2 separate regions of the Mus musculus genome follow, and region 1 is linked to region 2. A link is a contact called in public HiChIP or PLAC-seq data. All regions are on one chromosome and are shown on one strand. The core of a region is the stretch at or near the end of the contact, and the rest is flanking DNA. Distances in the headings are between cores, read along the strand shown.

What was found. HiChIP or PLAC-seq counts read pairs in DNA pulled down with a chosen protein or histone mark.
Region 1: a BATF HiChIP or PLAC-seq map of CD8 T cells shows a contact between it and region 2, with 7 read pairs. The contact joins two enhancer-like sites. A contact is called at or near these places in 2 of 484 Hi-C or Micro-C datasets (both in embryonic stem cells) and 2 of 115 datasets of contacts at active chromatin or transcription factors (CD8 T cells and stem cell-derived neural progenitor cells).

The regions. Positions count from the first base shown.
Region 1 is chr1:61,200,658-61,205,216 of GRCm38.p6, forward strand. No RefSeq gene overlaps it. Among named protein-coding and RNA genes, the nearest start is that of 9530026F06Rik, 180 kb to the right of the region's middle. RefSeq lists an enhancer at 1,545-3,925. Within about 2 kb of position 2,809, at least 49 of the 459 cell types and tissues checked have an H3K27ac peak or open chromatin away from gene starts, as enhancers often do. A contact at or near this core is called in CD8 T cells, where this site is marked.
Region 2 is chr1:61,044,696-61,049,051 of GRCm38.p6, forward strand. No RefSeq gene overlaps it. Among named protein-coding and RNA genes, the nearest start is that of Icos, 69 kb to the left of the region's middle. Within about 2 kb of position 1,551, at least 18 of the 459 cell types and tissues checked have an H3K27ac peak or open chromatin away from gene starts, as enhancers often do. A contact at or near this core is called in CD8 T cells, where this site is marked.

The DNA of each region.
Region 1 (4,559 bases), core at 1,559-4,058, 160 kb after region 2:
TTACTATTGTAAGGTATTTCTTCCTTCATTGGGTAGGGTTTTTCTTTGTTGTTGTTGTTGTTGTTATTTTTAGATAAGGTCTTAGTGTGTGGTCTAGACTGACCTTGAGCTTTCAATCTTTTCTAAGCCTCCAGATTGCTGGATTACTCATCCCCACATTGTATGCTCTTCCACATTTGTCAGTCCACCAGTTCAGAGTCTGTAGGGTTGTTTCCAGCTTTGGGCAGTCAAGACTAAACATTCACAGACAAATTTTTGTGTGAAGATAACTGTTATGATGATGTGGGTGGGTATAACCAGGGAAATTGAAATAGAAGACAGTTTAGACATTTGAGGATGAACGGGGTGGGGAGGCATTTTAGTTAGAGGGATAGTCCAGACAAGCTGTCTTTTTGCCTGTTTGTCTGCAAAGGTTATAGATATTATCGAAGGGCTAGAAATCAGTATGTAGAAGATCTATTGGGCATGTCTGGTGTCCTTTTCAGACTTCTCTGTGTGGCTGGCTTGAAGCACTCCTGTGGCTTGAACCACAGTCCTTATCTCCAGCCAACATTAACATTGGGTCTGAGTTGTTTTCTGACCCAAGTGTTAGTATACAGGTGACACCATTGGCCTGCTCTCAGGGACCTGGGAGCTGCTTAAGTCATTATCTTTGGCTACTAGATGTGCCAGGTGTGTGCTACGGATAAAAGGGCCCCCATCCACCTCAGATTCCCCCCTTTCCTCTTTCTTTCTGCCTGTCTGCCTCCATCTCTCCCCCATGTCCCCACTCCTCTCCCCTCCCCTCCCCCAATAAGCTTCTTATACCAGATCTGCTGCATATCATAGTTTCTCAGGGGTACATTTTGACATTAGCCTGCCAAAAGTCCCCTACCCCTTGCCTGCATTTTTTATCTTGTCACTAAGGCTAACCACTCATGTGCCCACTTAGCCTGGTATCCAGGGTAAGCAGTAAGTTTGGATAAATTGAAACATTTGCTGTTTCTTATTTTTGTTTCTAAATAAAATGATCTTTAAAAACTATAAACAATTCATAGTTATGGTAATTTCAGAAATTTATAGTTAAGAAGATCCATTACCAAGTAAACTATGACCAGTTCCATCTGATCTTTTGCTAGCTTTATTTTTACATAATTGTGATCATATTCTTTATGTTATTTTGTATCTCAATTTTCACTAATATTCTACCATAACCATTTTCTTTTTTATAAAACTCCTCATAAAACTATTTATTAAAATAGAAAGCATAGCCATTATGCTACATGATAGTCTATCACACAGCTCTAACATAATTTACTTAGGCGTTTCTTGATTATTGAAACATTGTTTTGTTTCTGCTTTATCACCAATATAAGTAATACTGCGGGTGAACATCTTTCTTCATAAAGCATTTTTATTGCATTTTTTCCTTTTTTTTTCATGTTCTCAATAACAAAATCACATTGGAAACCTAAAAAAACAAAAAACAAAAAAATTACAAAACCACAAAGAGTAACATCTTGAATGACCCTAGGGGACAGTTTATTTAATTTTCTCTGAGTCCCCTCCCACTTGGATGCCTACCATCTGCTGATTTCTGGGGGAGGGATTGCATGAGATGTAGCTTGAAGCCTGGAGTCTGAGTATTGAATTCACTGTGATAAATGTCAGCTGGGGGTTCTACCTAGCACACTGCCTGTCTGGGGATAGAAAGCACAGCAGCTGGGACCTACGCAGGAGCCAGGCTTCCTCGAGCTCTGAGGAAGGTTGTTTCTTACACCAAACCTTGATATTTCAACTCCACTTTGTAGAGACGGGAAATGTGGCACAGCTATGAACTGACTTGTTCAGATCCTCTAGCCTCTGCCAGGCTCAGTCAAGAGTCTACCCAGTATGGGTGTACCGTGCTCTTCTCCCAGGGGAATTTACAGTATTCCCAGGACTTATCCTTCTCTTGGACCTTAGCTTTACAAAGGCAGCCGAGAAGGAAGATCTGAGGACCGAAGGTCTAACATGTGGAGAAAGGTTAGCATAATTCCAATGAGGAAATTCTTCTCCAAAAAGCAAATTAAATGAGTTTTTTGCACCAGAATATTTGGAGGCCTACAACTATATGCAGCGTGTTGTTGTTGTTGATGTTTTGTTTTTAAACACACTCACATCTAGGAAAGCAACAAGCTCTCACAGGCAAGGCACATCTGTAACCCCAAGGACAGAAGACTTCCATGGTGTTGACTGTCATTTGTTTCCAAGTGGCATCTCATACACAGAATTTTATAATTCAGAAACGTTTGCAATGGCCTACACATTTTTTTTTTTGCCTTCCTTTTAGAAAATCATTAAGTAAATCAAGTAATTTAAAACCCCAAGAAGTCCCACAGTGAAGCAACCTGTTTAGATGTATCGGATCCAAAATTTTCCATACTTATTTAGACCCAGAGCATCTTTCTCACATGAGTTCTATTTACATCTCACACACTCGAGAAAATGTTGGACCAGGTTTAGGCTAACTTGGGCAGCAATTCTCAGGTCTCTCCTAAGAGCAGGAGCCAAAGCACCATTAGCTCATGGGTTCCCAGAAGTTCAGTGTGGAGGCGCGAGGCTCTGGTGGTCCTGCTCGCTCTCCGTCATGTCTCACTCGTGAGATAAAACAGTGCGGTGCGGTGAAACATGCCGATCACCACCAAACGGGCGAATTCTCACATTCTGACTCATTTCCTTTACGCTTTTGAAAACTCTGGAGGCCAAAGGCAGGCGTGCTTACAATGCAGAGGAAGGTTCCTTCTTTACTTTTTGGGCCATGCCTGGCTCTAGCGTGTCATGTTACAGGGAACACCTGCTGTCCACTCTGTAGCCCAGGCCCCTCAGCCAACTCGCCCAGCTGGTGCTCTCTCCCAGCACGAGCTGTTTCAGGAAAGGGGAATGAAGACTTTGATTTAGTTCTCCCTCCCAGCCCCCTGTTCTCCCCCCCCCCAAGCCCCCAAACTACCTTCTCTCCTCTCCCAGCCTCTTCTGGTTATTGTGTTGGATAGAGGCGGTGATTGAATTAAGAAAGCTGCTGAAAGCAGAAACGGAACGCACAGGAAAAGGAACAAGAGCCTCACACAGGAGCCTTCCCCTTTGCACTCCACTCTGGAACAAAGATGCTCTGAGCTGCGCTTAAGTGGTACCTGGTGATTATAGCATTAGTGGGGCATTGCTCTTCAGTGCCTGTCACTCAGACCACTGCAAAGCAGTCTGAACCAGGGGAGCTACAGAGAGGCTGGGGACCATCCACAGCCCTGTAATTATGAGACTAATTCCAAAAAGGTCAGAACTCCTTAATCAAACGCTAATCAAAGCGTTTTGTAAATGATGCTGGTTTTCCTCAGTGTGAGAGGAAGGGCAGTCAGGAGGCCAAGGGTCCCAGAGTGCATTTTGAAAATATAGGTAGAGCCAATAGCTTCACTCAGAAAATTTAGTCATTGGAGTGTTTATTTATATTTTTGAAGTGCAAGACGACATTACTTTCTATGATGTCTTTTTATGTTGTATAAGCAGGTTAAGGGATCAGTTCAGGGAAGGCAGCCAAATCTGAAAATATTTAACTCCCTTGTTTTGTTTTGGTTTTTGTCTCTTTGTTTTTGTTTGTTTGTTTGTTTGTTTGTTTTTCTAGAAGTGTGCCTGGATAACAATGGTTAAGTTTGTAGAGCCTTTGTCTGCTGATGAAACGCCTTGGTCTGCATGGTTTCTGTCTGTTCTTGTATTCATTTTGCAAGACAGGATTGGTCCATTGCTGAGGTGAGGGAACTGAGACGGGAGCTCAGCTGCTTTCTTTTGGCTCCTTGATAGAGAAGACTCAATTTTGATTTTTTTTTCCTTAAAATGCAGTGCTCCTTGAAGTGCTATTATGAATGCAGTGCTATTATATAATAGTTCCTTTTGCTGTAAACCCAGGTCTCCAGCGCCACCCTGACCTCTCTGCCAATAATCCAGACTTTGCTATCCTGACAACCCACTCTGATTTAAAATTGTCATTATAAACCCTTTGGTTATAAATAAATGAAACAGGCAAACAGCAACAACAAAACTTCCCTGTGTCTTTTCAAATTTCAGTGACTTTAGATACTCATTGAAAACACATGTGTATGCACACGGACACAGATATACACATACATACACACATACACATATACAAACATGAACATACACAAACACACACACACATATATATATACATGTATATATATGTGTACATATATATATATATATATATATATATATGAACGTATACACCCATATATAAACATGAACACACACAGAGAATTCTTTTCAAATAATCTTATTTGATCAACTAAATCTCATTATACTTTTAGTGTACATTATTAACATCTTTGGTGTGTGTGTGTGTGTGTGTCTGTGTGTGTGCACGTGCTTAAAGCCTTGGCCTTCAGCTGGCCAAGCTGATGGTAAATCTCTAGAAGGTGTCATTGCGCAACTGGTCAAGGTCACTGTCCTGGGTGAAGTGGATTTTATTTGTGGTTCTGTATTGTGTGCACCAGGCTGCGAACTCCAGGCAGAACACATTGACTGCAGCCTCC
Region 2 (4,356 bases), core at 301-2,800:
AAAATTCCCTAAGTTTTTTTTTTTTTTTTTTTTTTTTTGTGTGTGTGTGTGTGTGTGTGTGTGTGGTTTTAATGCTACTTTCATCATGCCAAGAACACTAAGGAAGCTTACCACTTATTACCTTAGGGATTGGCCAGTGTCTGCCCCCTCCTGCTCCTTATTGGGGTTACAAGCATATGTCACCACTTCCAGCTTTTAATATAGGTTTTAGGGCTCTGAACTCAGGTCTTCATGCTTGCTCAGCAAGTATTTAACCCAGCAGGCCATCCCAGATCCCAAATAACCATGTAAGGGTTCTCACCTATAAACAGGTTCCCACGGCTTCTATTCTGAGAGTAGATCTTGACCGTATCTCCTGAACATTCTGTTTGTTCAGGTTTCAGGGTGGCAGTCTGTTCTACAACTGTACCTAATGGTGGGTCCAGGGAAAGTTTGATTTTTTTTTCATTTGTCTGATGTTTTCTGGTCATAAAAACAGCACTGATTATTTCCAATCCTTATCCACAGCTGAGGCAGGAAATCACAAGTGAATTTTGGTTGCCTGTTTCTCCATTCCTTGATATCTACCTTGGTCATCATGCAGCAGGCAAGACAGGCTCTGGCCACATTCTTTACACTTTTGCCAAGAACTTATTGAGGCCCTGGGAACCATATACTTGGCCAAAGAAATCAAGTATTTCTTCTCAGCTCAACATCCTGCCTCACTGACCATAACCCGGGGCACTATCCATCTCTCAGATTCCTTTCAGCACTTGTCAAGTTCAATCACTTATTAATGAGTCAAAACATCTTTTAATGTAGCTCCAATTCTGGTCTGATCATAATTTACCCACAAATCACTTCTCTCAGTCCCCTTTCATCACAGTCTCCAATTGATAAATTTCTCTGTCATTTGTGTTATTGTATGTTTTGGGACTTAACGAACCAGCTCATCTCAGAGAGGGAGAAAATAATTGGAATATTTTATCTTTATGATTGCTGTGTAGGGATATATTTGTGATCTGAGTTTATTTTGAGGAAGCTTCATGGATGAAGATACCTGTGGCCATCCCACTCAAGGGATTTCATTCACACTTTAGATTATGCAAGTAACTCGGAGCATAATACATTTAGAAACCTTAGAGGATGTGAAGTTTTGGAGTAAGAGGCAATAAGTCCATTGGTGGCATACATCTTTAATTTCAGGCACTTGGAGGTAGGGGCTGGTGGATCTCTGTGAGTTTCAGCAGAGGTTGCTCTACAGATTGAGTTCCAGATGAGCAGGGTGGCATAGTGAAGTCCTGTGTAAAAACAGGAGGGTGGGTGTGTGAAATCAAGTGACAGTTTCTGCAGATGAGTGTTCAATCATTGTAGTCTTGTCCCTTAACTACTGCAGCTGAAGTTAAATTCTTAACAATGGTTGTGATTTGAGTATATTCCTACCAGTAGATAAAAAAAAAACAAAAAACAAAAAAAAAAAAAACAAAAAAAAACCTCGTGGTTTCTGGACATGTTTCTAAATCTTTTTAGGTCATGTGGTTTGGTGGCTTGCGTATTTTATGACTTCTCTGAACACCGGAAGAATCTAAAATGAAGTTGAAACAGATCATCATTCAAGTTACTGTGACCATATTTCATATGAATATGTTTTGCATGCAAAAGGAAAATAGAATATGTCTTTTACAGGTTTCTGTTCTACATCAGTCAGTGGGAGAGTTGAACTATCTTTGTGGTGATATTAATTTGACTTACAATTAGCTTACAAAGTGTATGCTTGCTTTGGTGTTGTGAGCAGTTATAAGTTAAGATATGAAGGCTGTCTGCTATCTCTACTTCAGTCTCAAGCCACAACATGACTCAGACTAGATTTTGTTCTCTCTGAATTCTGCTAAAGAAGCATATGAGTTACAAATGTGACTAAGTAAGGAATTGTGTTTTCTTGGTAAAGCTCTATAATGTTACCAGTACCTAGTCACTGTGTTTTCTACCTAACCTGCTGAAGATCTGCTTTTGGATTAGACCTGGGACTATAAGTTGGGTTCAAGGATGAATGGGGATGAAGGTTTGGATTCACTTAAGAACATCTTTATTGTTTTATATTTATTTATTTTTATTTTATGTGTATGAATGTTTCCCCTGAATGTATAAATATGAACATGTGTGTCCAGTATCTAGAAGCCAGAAACAGTATCAAATTCCTTGGAACTGAAGTTATAGACAGTTGTGAGCCACCACATAGGTTCTGAAAACCAAATCTGGGTCCTCTGCAAGAGCAGTAAGTGCTTTTAACTACACTTGAGAACCTCTCCCTCCCTCCCTCCCTCCCCCCCCTCCCTCCCTCCCTCCCTCTCTCTCTCTCTCTCTCTTTCTCTCTCTCTGTCTCTCTCTCTTCTCTTCTCTTTGTCTCTCTCTTTGTCTCTCTCTGTCTCTCTCTTTCTCTGTCTCTCTCTTTCTCTGTCTCTCTCTCTCTCTCGTGTGTTTTTACTGATTTTGTTGTTGTTGTTGTTGTTGTTGTTAGGGACTGGGGTAAATTACTCTTAGCAGGATCTAGACTGGAACAGCTAGAAATTCCCCATGTGAATTGTCTCTGGGCTGGTCCAGGTGTAGCCCATTATAAACATACATAACATATAAGCCCATGCTTTAAAGGAGAGCCAAATTTAGTATCTCACAAATACCTTCTTTTCACTCAAGCATCCAACCTCATGTCCAGGGCTTGAGAACATGTGTAAGTTCTCATAACTGCTGCTGGTGGCAACTCCTCTGCAAATACTACACTAAGAGAGAACGTTCTCCAATGAGCTTAACTCTGTACACAGGTGGACCCATTCTTCCTTGGGCAGGGAACATGATGATTGCTTAATCAGATTCCATTTAAGTCAGCCTTGTGCTGAGGATGCTTTGGTAACCTTCAGACAGCATGCTCATAACACTTTTTGGCTTGAAGTTTCTCTAACGTCACATAGAAAGCGCATGTCCAGGTCTGGCATTCTTGAATGTTTAACTAGAGATGCAATGGCTGCTTGGGGCCATTCTTAACCACTGCAGACAGGTAAATGCTTTTCTTCTTGATGTCCTAGACAGAGGGTCGGAGTCGTGTTTGTAAGGACCTCAGAAGTTGTTTATGGAGCTACATCCTGTTGCCTCAGCCACCACAATAGCTCCTGCATGTGTTCACTTTGTGCCACCCCCTTTCCATCTTCCCTCCCCTGGACTCTGGCTCCCCAGTGTTGTATTCAGAAACAAACCATCTGTAAGGAGGCCTCTGTCTTAGACTCTGCTTTCAGATTTTCGAGTCTCCTAGTAAGAGGGCTTTGCCACATCTGCACCGTCTGTTTTCTGGAGAATGATGATGTCATTGAATTTTTCTTCCATAGAACATTTAGAAAAATATGAAAGAAATCTTATATGAAATCTGGGTGTGGTGGTATGCAATCAGATCTGTAATCCTAGCACATGGAAACTGAGGCAGGAGCATTGTGTGATCCTAGCATATAGAAGTTGAGGAAGGAGCTTAGAATACATAGCAAGTTTCATAAGGCCATGATCCAGAGGTATAGCTCAAATGTGGTTCACTTACTTGGCCAGCATGTGCAAGGCCCTGGACATAATCCTTAGCAATGAAGAAGAAAAAATGGCATACAAGAGGCAGATGTGAGGAAATAACCTTGACAACGACTAACTAAGGGGTGTGATGGCTGTATCAGTATCCTGAGGGAAAACAGATGGCACTCTCAAAATTGGGACAGTTTGAGAATGGCTTAGAGACAAAGGGATTCATATCAAAGTAGGCAGGAAAAGAGAAACTGTGACTGTAGCAAGAACTCAGGATTAGTAGTTGACAGCTTAGGCAAGGGATGCCGGGATGCTCTGTTATACTTGTGTATACACACACACACACACACACACACACACACACACACACACATATATATATATGAGACAGTGCTGTGGATCTCAGTCTTCTTTGGTCGCTGCTTCTCTGTGGGTACTACTAAGGATGATTAAGGAGAAATTATCAGGCCATGAAGGCAGTGGTGAACAGACAGAGTAGGAAGGCATCTATAGGGCCTCATGGAAGGGTCAGGCTCAGTAGTGTCCTCTTTCTCTGCTTCAGTGAGCATGTTCTGAGCATCGACTGTGGTTCAAGGTGGCATCTCTAGACTGGAAGCCAAAATGTTCAACTGTAATTATTACTCCCTTTCAACCCAACCCCTTTCTTCTTCTTTTAATTTTTAAAAAATATACTTCTTCCTCCCCTTAACTCCTTCTATATACACATCCCCAACTTCATGCCCCTTTTTTAAAAAATTAAAATACAGCTATATCATTTTCCCCTTCCCTTTTCTCCATCCTTTCCCTCCCATTTGTCTTCCC